2 separate regions of the Mus musculus genome follow, and region 2 is linked to region 1. Evidence: chromatin contacts called from public Hi-C data. All regions are on one chromosome and are shown on one strand. The core of a region is the stretch at or near the end of the contact, and the rest is flanking DNA. Distances in the headings are between cores, read along the strand shown. Region 1 has its middle 39 kb from the start of Gm11468. Region 2 has its middle 35 kb from the start of Gm30908.

The links. A called contact is a pair of places that touch in the nucleus more often than the background predicts.
Region 2: a Hi-C map of bone marrow-derived macrophages shows a contact between it and region 1, with 23 read pairs. The contact joins two enhancer-like sites. A contact is called at or near these places in 2 of 484 Hi-C or Micro-C datasets (bone marrow-derived macrophages and natural killer cells), 2 of 115 datasets of contacts at active chromatin or transcription factors (memory CD8 T cells and microglia) and 1 of 9 other capture datasets (embryonic stem cells).

The regions. Positions count from the first base shown.
Region 1 is chr2:166,231,857-166,236,995 of GRCm38.p6, reverse strand. No RefSeq gene overlaps it. Among named protein-coding and RNA genes, the nearest start is that of Gm11468, 39 kb to the left of the region's middle. Within about 2 kb of position 1,920, at least 84 of the 459 cell types and tissues checked have an H3K27ac peak or open chromatin away from gene starts, as enhancers often do. A contact at or near this core is called in bone marrow-derived macrophages, where this site is marked.
Region 2 is chr2:166,503,405-166,508,872 of GRCm38.p6, reverse strand. It overlaps the pseudogene Gm14267. Among named protein-coding and RNA genes, the nearest start is that of Gm30908, 35 kb to the right of the region's middle. Within about 2 kb of position 4,217, at least 5 of the 459 cell types and tissues checked have an H3K27ac peak or open chromatin away from gene starts, as enhancers often do. A contact at or near this core is called in bone marrow-derived macrophages, where this site is marked.

The DNA.
Region 1 (5,139 bases), core at 671-3,170:
GGTGGACGGATACCTCTGAACCCATGAGCCAAATGAAGTCATCTTTAAACTGTTCCCCTCTGGTGTTGGTCCCAGCAACAGAGACATCTGGTCACATGCCCGTCAACTGTGGTGGAAGCCCTATGAAGATAGGCCCTCTCTGCCTTGTTCATCCCTATTCTCTGGTCCCTGGAATAGATGGTATCCTATAGATGCTTGTTGAATAACTCAGTGAAAGACAGTGCATAAGAGCAGCAGGGGACAGTCGCCCCAGTCTGCCTGTCTGACCTGGTCCCAGGATCCCAGATACGGGCACATGCATACTCTTGGCCATCTGCCTCCCTACGTCTTGGTAGGCAGCTCCATATCCTTACACTGTGAAAGGGTTGTTCTGTTGCTGCAGACTTATTCTGATGAATACAGACAGACAGAAATGGCTAAGACAGAGAGGATAGCTGAGCCATCTCCCAGGGGACCCAGAATCACACTTAGAAGTTAGAAAGCCACAGGGTTAGGGATGGCTCAATAGATGGTGTACTTGTCAAGCATGTCTGAGTATCTGAGTTCAAATCCCCACAGCCTGTGAGAGAAATGGGCCTACAACCCCAGCATTCCTGCAAGAAGGTGGAATCAGGGCTGGAGGGAACGCTCAGTCGTTAGTTAAGAGTGCCAGCTGCTCTTGCAGAAGTTAGGCGTGTGTTTCCTGGCACCTCCGTGACAACTCACCACCATCTGTTGTAACTACTTCCAGGGGATCCACAGGCACCAGGCATGCATGTGGTGCACAGACATACATGCAGAGAAACACACAAGCACATAAATAAAATAAGTCTGAAAACACGGAAGGAGTAGGTGGGTGATTTCTTATATGGCCTATATGAAGGCTTACAAGCTTGGAGCACACAGTGCCAAGACAAAAAGGGACCACGCCTCAAAGGAGAAGGCAGTTGAGGACTGATGCCTGGGGTTGTCTTCTGACCTTCTGACCTCTGTACATGTCACACAGCATGAGTGCACTCACACAGACACAGGCACATGCGCACGTGCACGCACGCAAGCACACACACACACACCATTTAAAGAAGTTATACAAACAGTCCAAAGCTCTCAGCCCACAAAGCTGTTCACATGACCAGATCACTCTCTGGACACAGAAACTGACACCTCACTACCCAAAGCAACAACATGGTGTGCTGACACCTGACTAAGACCCTTCCTTCATCAGCAGGCCTCTGAGGCAAATGTGGATCCTCCAGTCTTCCAACAAGTTCTTCCATGAGGCCCCTGATCCTAAAGTCAAAGATTCCAGCTGAATCCATGTGTGTACAAGTGCGTGTGACCAATACAACCGAAGCCCCCGACCAGCCCAGAGATGACAGAGGTGGAAGAGCAGCAGTATGGGAGCCGTGGTAAGGGCAGCTGCTTCCAAGGTACGTAACTGATGGAAGTTTCCACAGGGCTCAGAAAAATGGCAAAGGTGAGCAGGCTGGCACATCTGAGAATCACAGCAGAAGGCGAGGCAGGAAGATTACACGTCTGAGACCAGTGTGAATCATAGAGCTAGACTCCATCAGAGAGGAATGCTTACAGGGAGGAGTTTACAGGAGGAAGGAAGAGGAGGAGGCAGGAGGAAGGAAGAGGAGGAGGCAGGAAGAGGAGGAGGCAGGCAGGAAAAGAAGGAAGAAGTGGGAGGAAGGAGATGAGGAAGAACAGAGGGAGAAAGAAGACAGAAGAAAAGAAGGGGTCAGAAAGCAAGGAAGAGCAGAAGGAGGATGTGGAGGAACAGATGGAGGAGGAGGAACAGAGGAGGAGGGAGAGGAGGAGGGAGAGCAGAAGTGGTGGGATATTCCCTAAGGTCGTGTGGCCACAGTTAAGAGCTGGTTTCTGCCTAAACCACTGATTGTGCAACCCCAGAAGTGTGCAATATGTCCCTTAGTCATCTCTGTCCCTGGTGATGACAGACGGCACCATGCCCTTGGCCACAAAGGCCTCCTCTCAAAGCCGTGAGGAGGTGGCTGGGTGGTTGTGCCTCCTTCCTTATTCTTGCTCACCATGACCACTTTCAAGACCACCATGGCTGTGTCTGAAAGAGTTCTTAGGCTAAATGTCAGAAGTTGACACAGTCTCTGCAGATGTGAAGTTCCCGATCACGAAAGGGGACAACAGGCAGACACAGAACTGCTCCTCCCCACCGTATCTCTGTCACCAGTGTTCACAGAATATCATCACCACACATGCTTGCTATGGACAGTTCATTTGAGGTCAAGGTCAGAGAGGGGACATATTAACCAAATAGTCACTCACACAAATGCAGAGGAAATGAAGGCCAATGTGACGCTCTAAAGACAGAAGACCACATGCTTTGTCACTTCCAATCTCCCTCATTTCCTCTCCACACACAATAAGACCCAGTGTCCCACAGACTCAGAGATAACTGACCCTGAAGACCTCTAAGCTCTCCGGACATCGCATCCTGACTCTGGCCCAGTCACACACACCTTTTTCTTCATGACATAGGCTGCTACCTGACTCAGTTCCTCATGACCAGAGGCTACGGTCCAACAGCTTGAATCTCAAATGTCCCCACAGGCTCGTGGGCTGAAAGACTTGTCCCCTCTGGTGGTGCTGTTTTAGGAGGGTCTGGAAACTAGGAGGTAGGACAAGCAGGGCCCTGTGCCTTAAAGGTTATTCTCATATTCTCCCCTTCTCTTCTCTCTCTCTCTCTCTCTCTCTCTCTCTGTGTATGTTTGTATGCACACACACAACTGATTTCTTTGTTTCTTTTTTTTGTTTGTTTTTCGAGACAGAGTTTCTCTGTATAGCCCTGGCTGGCCTGGAACTCACTCTGTAGACCAGGCTGGCCTTGAATTCAGAAATCCACCTGCCTCTGCCTCCCAAGTGCTGGGATTAAAGGCGTGAGCCACCACTGCCCGGCTTTACAGCTGATTTCTATCTGAAATTATGCCCTGCCTCAGGGAGGGGCCCAGAATAAATAGAGCTGAGGACTATCTGGAAGCCTCTGACCCTTCCTCCCTTAGGTTGTGTCTGTCAGGTGTCTGCTATGGCCATACAGAGTCTAACACAGGAGCAGCTATCTGTCTTGAGGGCAGCATTTAGCTAGCAGGCTCCATGAGTGACTTTGAAGGAACTGTGTCTCAGCCCTAGGAAGGTTGAAGACACTGAGCTAGAGACTGAGGCTAGGGTCAAATGGGCCCCCAAATATCCCCACATTGATATCCTGGGTTACAGGGTCACATCCCCGGACTCCAGCTTATTCATCTTAAAAATAAAGCAATCGAACCCTGGAGCCCCTGGCTTCTATGACCCCGCCCAACCCCAGCTGTTATAGACTTTCATATATCGGTAGTCCCAGGCTAGACCAGGGGAGGAGGCCAACCCTGGACACATACATCTTTGAGCATGGGTTTCTTGCTTGGGTTTGTGGCTCCTTCAGCTACTCCAGGAAGGGAACCTCATTCTTGTCCAAAATGAATAGGAGACAGGGGTATGTCAACCATCAAGATGTTCTCTCTGACATCCCAGGCAGCTTTCCTCAGTGCCCCTCCCCCACTGCAGTCCAAAGGCCACAATCTAGCAGGAAAACAGTCAAGGGAAAACAAACAGCTAGGACTGGGGCTGGGGCTGGGGGTCCAGTTAACAGAGTGCTTGCCTGGCATTCACAAAGCCCTGGGTTCCACCCCTAGGACCACGGAAACTGGCAGTGGTGGCACACACCATTAATCCCATCAAGGAAGACAGAAAAATCAGATGATCACCTGTCATCTTCAGCTACATGGCCAGCCTGGGCTGCAAGATACTCTTATCTCAAAAGAGAAAAGAAAACAGGCCAAAGCCTGAGAATGAGGCTTGGAAACATAAAATTGGCTCTGCCGTGCTGGAGCAGCTACCAGAGCCCTCGCGTCCTGGACAGTAGCAGCACCTGGATGAGCATCTCGCCGTAACGCCGCTCCTCCCTCCTAAGGGTCTCCCTTGCCTTGGGGTGGTCTAGAAAACTGACATCTAAGACACAGCCTCCTGCCTGTGACAGCTGGGGACCACAGGCCTGCCAGACATCAACTACCCTACCTCCATCAACCACTCCCATAGAACATTCCGAAATCAGCTCAGAAAACTGACCCCTAACTCAGATCTTCCTCTCTCGTGTATTCCTGGGGGCCCCTCCCAGGCCTGGGACTGTCAAGTGTGGTCACAGAACAGAGCAGGGGCCAGGTTAGGAAATGTGTTAGAACCTGGCTTGTACAATCAACATCCCAACCGTTGCCTGAGTCCTTGAAGCAAGAAAGTAGTTAGACAGGACAAGAGAGCACAGGGCAGCCATGTCTCAGTAAAGCTTTATTTATGAAAGCAGGCAGTGTAACCAACGTGACTGTGCTGGCAAGAGAGAAGCTACCCTAAAAGGAAACATCTGTGCTGTTGGGTGATGGGAACAGTGGACTCCACAGATTAAACTCTCCATAAAGCCTACACTGGGAGGGGGGAGGGGAAGGCTGGAACCCTGGTGCCAGACAGAGGAGGGACTCGCCTCTGGAAAGGGGCTCCACACATTCTGATCACTCATCAGACTGCCCTGTGGGGTTAGCCAGAGTAGAACAGCAGTGGGTCATGATGGTCAAGGCCTCTCAGTGCTTAACCAGGCCTGCTGAACTGCACCGACCTCTTACCCATCCCCTGAAAACTAAACCTCATGTCAAGACCCCACAGACAGAGTGGCGGTCACTTCCCAATGAGGCCACACTGAACACATATTTTGGTCTCTTTCATTGGTGTAGTGGGGACAGGTGGCCAAACCTGGCTAGTTTGGGCTCTGGGGCTCCAGTAGTTGGCGGTAGTAGGTCACAGCTCTAGGTTACTTCTGGTCAGCAGCACAGAGGGAATGGCCAAGGGCCTACCTCAGACAGTGGTCAGAGAGGGTCCTACTGATGACACTATGTAGTCAAGGAAGGGCCAACAAAAAAAGGTCCAGGGGAGACATCTTTCGGCAGGACCAGAGGGAGCAGGGGATGAGATGATGTGGCTGAGAAATGGATGGTGTCTTAGTCAGGGTTTCTATTCCTGCACAAACATCATGACCAAGAAGCAAGTTGGGGAGGAAGGGGTTTATTCGGCTTACATTTCCATACTGCTGTTGATCACCAAAGG
Region 2 (5,468 bases), core at 2,968-5,467, 270 kb before region 1:
TTGCAGGCAGAGAAAAACAGACTGGAACAGACTGGGCATGGAGTGGCTTTTGAAATCCAGCCAGGATGCAGTGTCTCCAGCAAGGCTAAAAAAATGCTTGTTTCTAATCCTTCCCAAACATTTCCACTAACTGGGAAGGAAGCTTTCCAACGGGGGCGGGGGGGGGGGGGGCATTCTCATTCAAATCACCACAGGATCAGAACCCTTAAGATCCACCTCAAGCAGCCTCCAGCTGTGCCCCAAACTCCTAAAGTTTCCATAGAGTCACAGAACACCGCCACCAACTGGGGATCAAGGATTCAAACACAGTGGGGAATGGTTTATATTCAAGTCATGACAAGTCTCCTATGGGAATTTCATTAGTAAAGGAGGGAGAGATAGCTTCCCAGCAGGGTAACTACAGGCTGTGGTCCCAGAGCTGTGCCACGGCCTAGCACCTGCCCCCCTCCTTGTCTCCCCAGATCACTCCCTCTCTCCCCTCAGCTTTAATATCCTTCTCAATTCCTCTGGGAAGAGGTGACTCGGGTGTGACTCTCACAGAGGTTGGGTTCCATCTTAGTTTCTTTTCCTATCAGGGTCACAAATACTGTGTCAAAAGCAGGTGAAAGGACAAAGAGTCTGTTCCAGTTTATGGTCCCTGAGGATGGTCCACCATGACAGAGGCTGAAGGGTGATACTGCGTTCATACTCAGGAAGCAGAGTGAAGCAAGAGGAGGGCTGGGCTATGAGCTTAAGACTTGATTCCTATTGGTCCATTGTCTCCATCAAGGCTCCACCTTTTAAAGGTTCCACAGCCTTTTAATTGGAACCATTAACCGTTGGAGGTCAGCTGTTCAAACGTGTAACCCATGCAGGGCATTGCATCACACTGGGAGTGCAGAAAGAGATCCAAGCAAATGGCTCGTGAAGTGTCTTTCTAAAGGTCGATGGGGATGTAGAGGGAAGGCTCGGCCGTGAACATGGATGCCCTCTGTGGTGATGTAGTGTACGTGCAGTAAGAATAAAGCGTCTATCCTCTTGACAGGCACCTGCCCCACCTACTAAGGAGCCCAGGAGGATGAGTAACTGAATGGATGGATAGATAGATGGATGCATGGATGAATGAGCCAATGATGGATGGATGGATGAATGGATGGTGGGTAAGTGGGTGGAAGGTTGGATACATGCATGTATGTGTGTGTGCATGTATGTATGGAGGAATGGATGGATATGTGCATGAGTGAAGAGCTGGTCTGAGTCTTGAAAGATGAACAAAGCAATTTGGACCGCACCGACCAAGTGGATCTAAATAATTCTAAAGTTCTCCTTAGCAGACCAAAGGCTGGGCCTCTGATGTCTGTCTTATGAAGTCCTAAACAGAAGTGGGTGATGTTCTGAGACTCCAGTGAAGTGGAAACTTAATGGTTCTTTGGTGAGTCAGTTGTGTTGTGTGGTGTTTTGCTGGGGCAGATATGTGAAGGAGTGTTTTCTTGAAGTGGACACAGGTGAAAGACTAAGGCAGACTCGTGAAGGAACATTTAGCTGAAGCAGACACAGGAGAGAGGATGCTCTGCTAAAACAAGCGTGTGAAAGGACATGTGATGAAGGATTCTATGCTAGCATCACATATGTATTGGTCGGCCTTACATGGAGTTGCATTTGTCGGGACTCCATTGACTCGGGCTGATTGGACGCATGTGTAAGATCTGTGCTGAGACAAGGCACGTGGAGGACACGTGATGTTTGGAGGGTGTAAATAGGACTTGACAGGGTGATGAGGAGAGAAAACTTGGCTTGCTGGTACAGCTAGCTATGCAATGCTTGTGGGTCTCACTTCTTCGCTGATCTTCACTTCTTTGAGAGAGACACAGCCGAGCTGAGAACTCCTGGTGACTTGAGCCTGGGCTGAGGAGTGCTCAAGTCATGCTCTCCATCTCTGCTAGGTCATGTCACTGCTGTTGCTAACCTGACTCTGCTGAACTGGACTGCGGGGGGAATCTGTGAAGTGTTTGCTAGTGGATGGAGCTGCCACTGCTAACTTGTGAACTGAACTGCCAATTTCCAGACAACAGAGATGAGAGTTGCTCCAAAGAACCTTTCTAAACAGGTCCACTTCCCCTGTATCCTTTCTTTTCCACTATCCCTGGTGGGTGGTGGGCTACAAGGGAGGTTAAAGCATTTAAGAACCATCACTAAAAGTAGTATTTGAAAAAATTAAAGTTATACTCCAGCATCAAGGAAGAGGCATCCCTGAGAACTCTTGACTGGTAGCAGGTCTGGTCCTTTGAGTCTCATGTTATCTGTTTCTTCCTTTATTTACCACGGCCCACAGGTTAGATGTGACTGGTCCCTTAGCTTCCTCCCTCTCTTGCCTCTCTCTACAGTGACCTCAGGCAGCAACACTCATAACAGACATTATAAGGAGGGCAGATAATTGGGAGAGGACATGAGGCCAGGCATGCTGTGCTTTCATTCATAATTTTTGTTATTATTATTGTTGTTGTTATTGTTATTATTATTAGAGACAAGGTATCACAACCCAGGTTAGATTGGAACTCAGTGTATAGCCCAGGCTGGACTTAAATGTACCATGTCTGTACCCAGCCTGGTCTTAGAACTTTTGATGCTCCTGCCTCAGCCTCCTGTGTGCTGAGGTCCTGACAGATGGTCCTGCCTCTCTTCTTCTACTGCACAGCCATTTGTTGAGCAGGTGTGGAGAAAACACTCATGTACGCCGCCTCTCCTGCTTCTGAAGCAACAAAGAACACGAAGCATACGCTGCCCAGTGCTGAGACCTCTGCGCCTTGAACAGCAAAGGGAAAATGTGTTCTGGAGAGCACTGAAGAGAGAGCAGCTGGGGCGCTTCTAAGCAGTGTGAGATGATGTGAGGTGCTCCATGTGAGATGATGTGAGGTGCTCCATGTGAGATGATGTGAGGTGCTCCATGTGAGATGATTTGAGGTGCTCCATGTGAGATGATTTGAGGTGCTCCATGTGAATTGATTTGAGATGCTCCGTGTGAGATGATTTGAGGTGCTCCGTGTGAGATGATTTGAGGTGCTCCTGAGCCAGGAGGAAGCCGCATGGATCCTCACAAGTCTCTGTCTCTTGAACTCTGGGCAGAGAGACTGTTTCAGGCTGGCTTGACTTCCCCCATCTTAGGTTTCCTGCCCTTCACAAGGCTTAGCGGGCATGGCTTCAGCCTGGGTGGTCAGCGGCTCATGCTGCTGAAGTGACTTCTGTGGTTTCTTTGTTTTAGAGGCTTCTATTTATGGCGAGTAACATTGATTTTTTTTTTCATCTGCAGAACGAGATCATCAAGTTTCCCTTAAAGTAACTGGTTTCAGATGCATTTTGATGAGGCCATGCTGTAGGCAGGATGCGGCTATTTTAAAAGGCCTGATGGAGGCTGGGCGACATTCTTCATAAACGCCAGTGACGGGTGTGTAATTCAGGCCCTGGCCCCAGCCCTGCCTCATGCAGCCTCATGCCTTGCTCAGCCTCCTGCAGCTACAGGAAGAGGGTAGCATTCTCTCTTGTCTCCCCATTGCCCTCCCGATGTGCCTTCACCCCCTAACCTGCCATCCACCTCCATATTGGTCTGGTCCCTTGGGCCCTTCCACTGTGGGAGAACTTTCCCACCCCTAAAAGAATCCTCTCTCTTCTCTCTCTCTCTCTCTCTCTCTCTCTCTCTCTCTCTCTCTCTCTCTCACACTCAGGGGCAGGCATATCAGCTACCATTGAAATGCCTGTTACTCTTGGGCCTCCTTACAGAGCCTCCTAGTTCCTATATGGGTGTCCCGAGTGGTCCCACACTTTTCCATGACAACTAGTCTGATACCTGCTTGTCAGCTTAAAAGCCCTGAGCTAACCTGATCTCTCATGTTAATTCATGCTGTGTGTGTCTGGGGGGGAGAGGGGGATATGGTGAGCACACATGCAAATATACACACAGACACATTCACATATTCTCACACATACACTGACACTAACACAGTCACATACGTGCACATAACAGTGTACACACACAGACACACACAGCCATGCACACAACATTTACACACTTACACTCATAAGCATATAAGCATGCATACTAACACACACACAGACACACACAGACACACAGATACACACACAGGGTGGGGGGGAGCAAGTAGCTGATCTGTATGAATTAGCAGGAGGAATTACATCAGCCTGGCTTTTTGCCTTGCAAGGAGATGTCAGGCTGGTGTCCATACAGAGGGGAGGCACCAGAGGTCACACAAGAGTCCCAGTGCTGGGGTGACCAAACTGGGCCAAGTGGCAGGCTCTGGATTCTTCTGCATTCCTTGAACTAACATGACTTATTTTCCTAGACCCCTACCCCAGATCCTAGATAGTATCTGATCTTCAGTCTAATGGGCCCTCTAGTCTCCCTGTTGCTTTGATGGCAGAGATGCAGGTGGTGACCCCATGTCATAGGCAGATGCTGCTGCTGCTGGTGGTGGTGATGGTCGGCGAGGCTCACTTCTAGCAGCAGCTGCAGCAGCTGATATGGCAGGACCCCTCAGGGCTGGAGGCTGCTTGCAATCCAGAGGCCAGGCATGATCTCTGAGAGTTTTAGACTCCACCGTCCTTGTCCTGTCCTGTTCCCTGGGGGGGGGGGGCGGGGTGAGAAAGGGGGCGTAGAAGGCAGCTAGATTGAGGTGTATTGGCATGTGTGGCTGCTTCGAGTCCACAAATTATAACAACAAACGGTTCCTATTTCAGACTCATGTTCACACTTTTACAGGATCAGTATTGTATACTGGCCTCTCAGCAGAGCCGCTTACACTGTGCTTAGAAGTTTTTATTTCCTCTGTTGTTCACAGTGAGGAATGGATTTGCAGCACAAGCTGTATTTGTAGCAGGAGAGTGGAGGGCACCCCTCTCTTCACTCTCCACTCTTGTTGAGTCTTTTCCTCAGTGGCCAGTTTCAGACAATTGGAGTGTTAGCAGCCAAGCACCGAATCGGAGGGAAGGTTTAATGAGCGTGTGAGCTTTAGATGAAATGTGGCTGGTCATGCGTGTTACACAAAACATGTGTTCTCTCTCTGGGATAAAGAGGCAAGCCATCACAGCTCAGAGGTTAAAAGCAAAGGCTGCTCTTCCAAGAACCGGGTTTTGGTCTCCAGCACTTACATAACTACTCACAACTGTCTGTAACCCCATTTCCAGGTGATCCAACATCCTCTTCGGGCTCCCTCAGGTAGCAGGCTCTCTGGAGGTGCACAGACATATAGGCAGGCAAATCACCCATACCCATTAAATAAAAATGATGTTTTAAGAGGTTAAGTCATTGAGCTACAAATTTAATATTTAAAAACAGGTAAATTAAGCCTGTTTTCTCTATAGAACGCAGGGTCCTTGGCAGTAAGGCCTGGCTGCCTTCAGCCTGTGGTACGATTTCTAGTGAAATATCAGCACTGCTGACTTTCTCACAAATGTGTCTGTAGGGTTCCCTGTTCTCA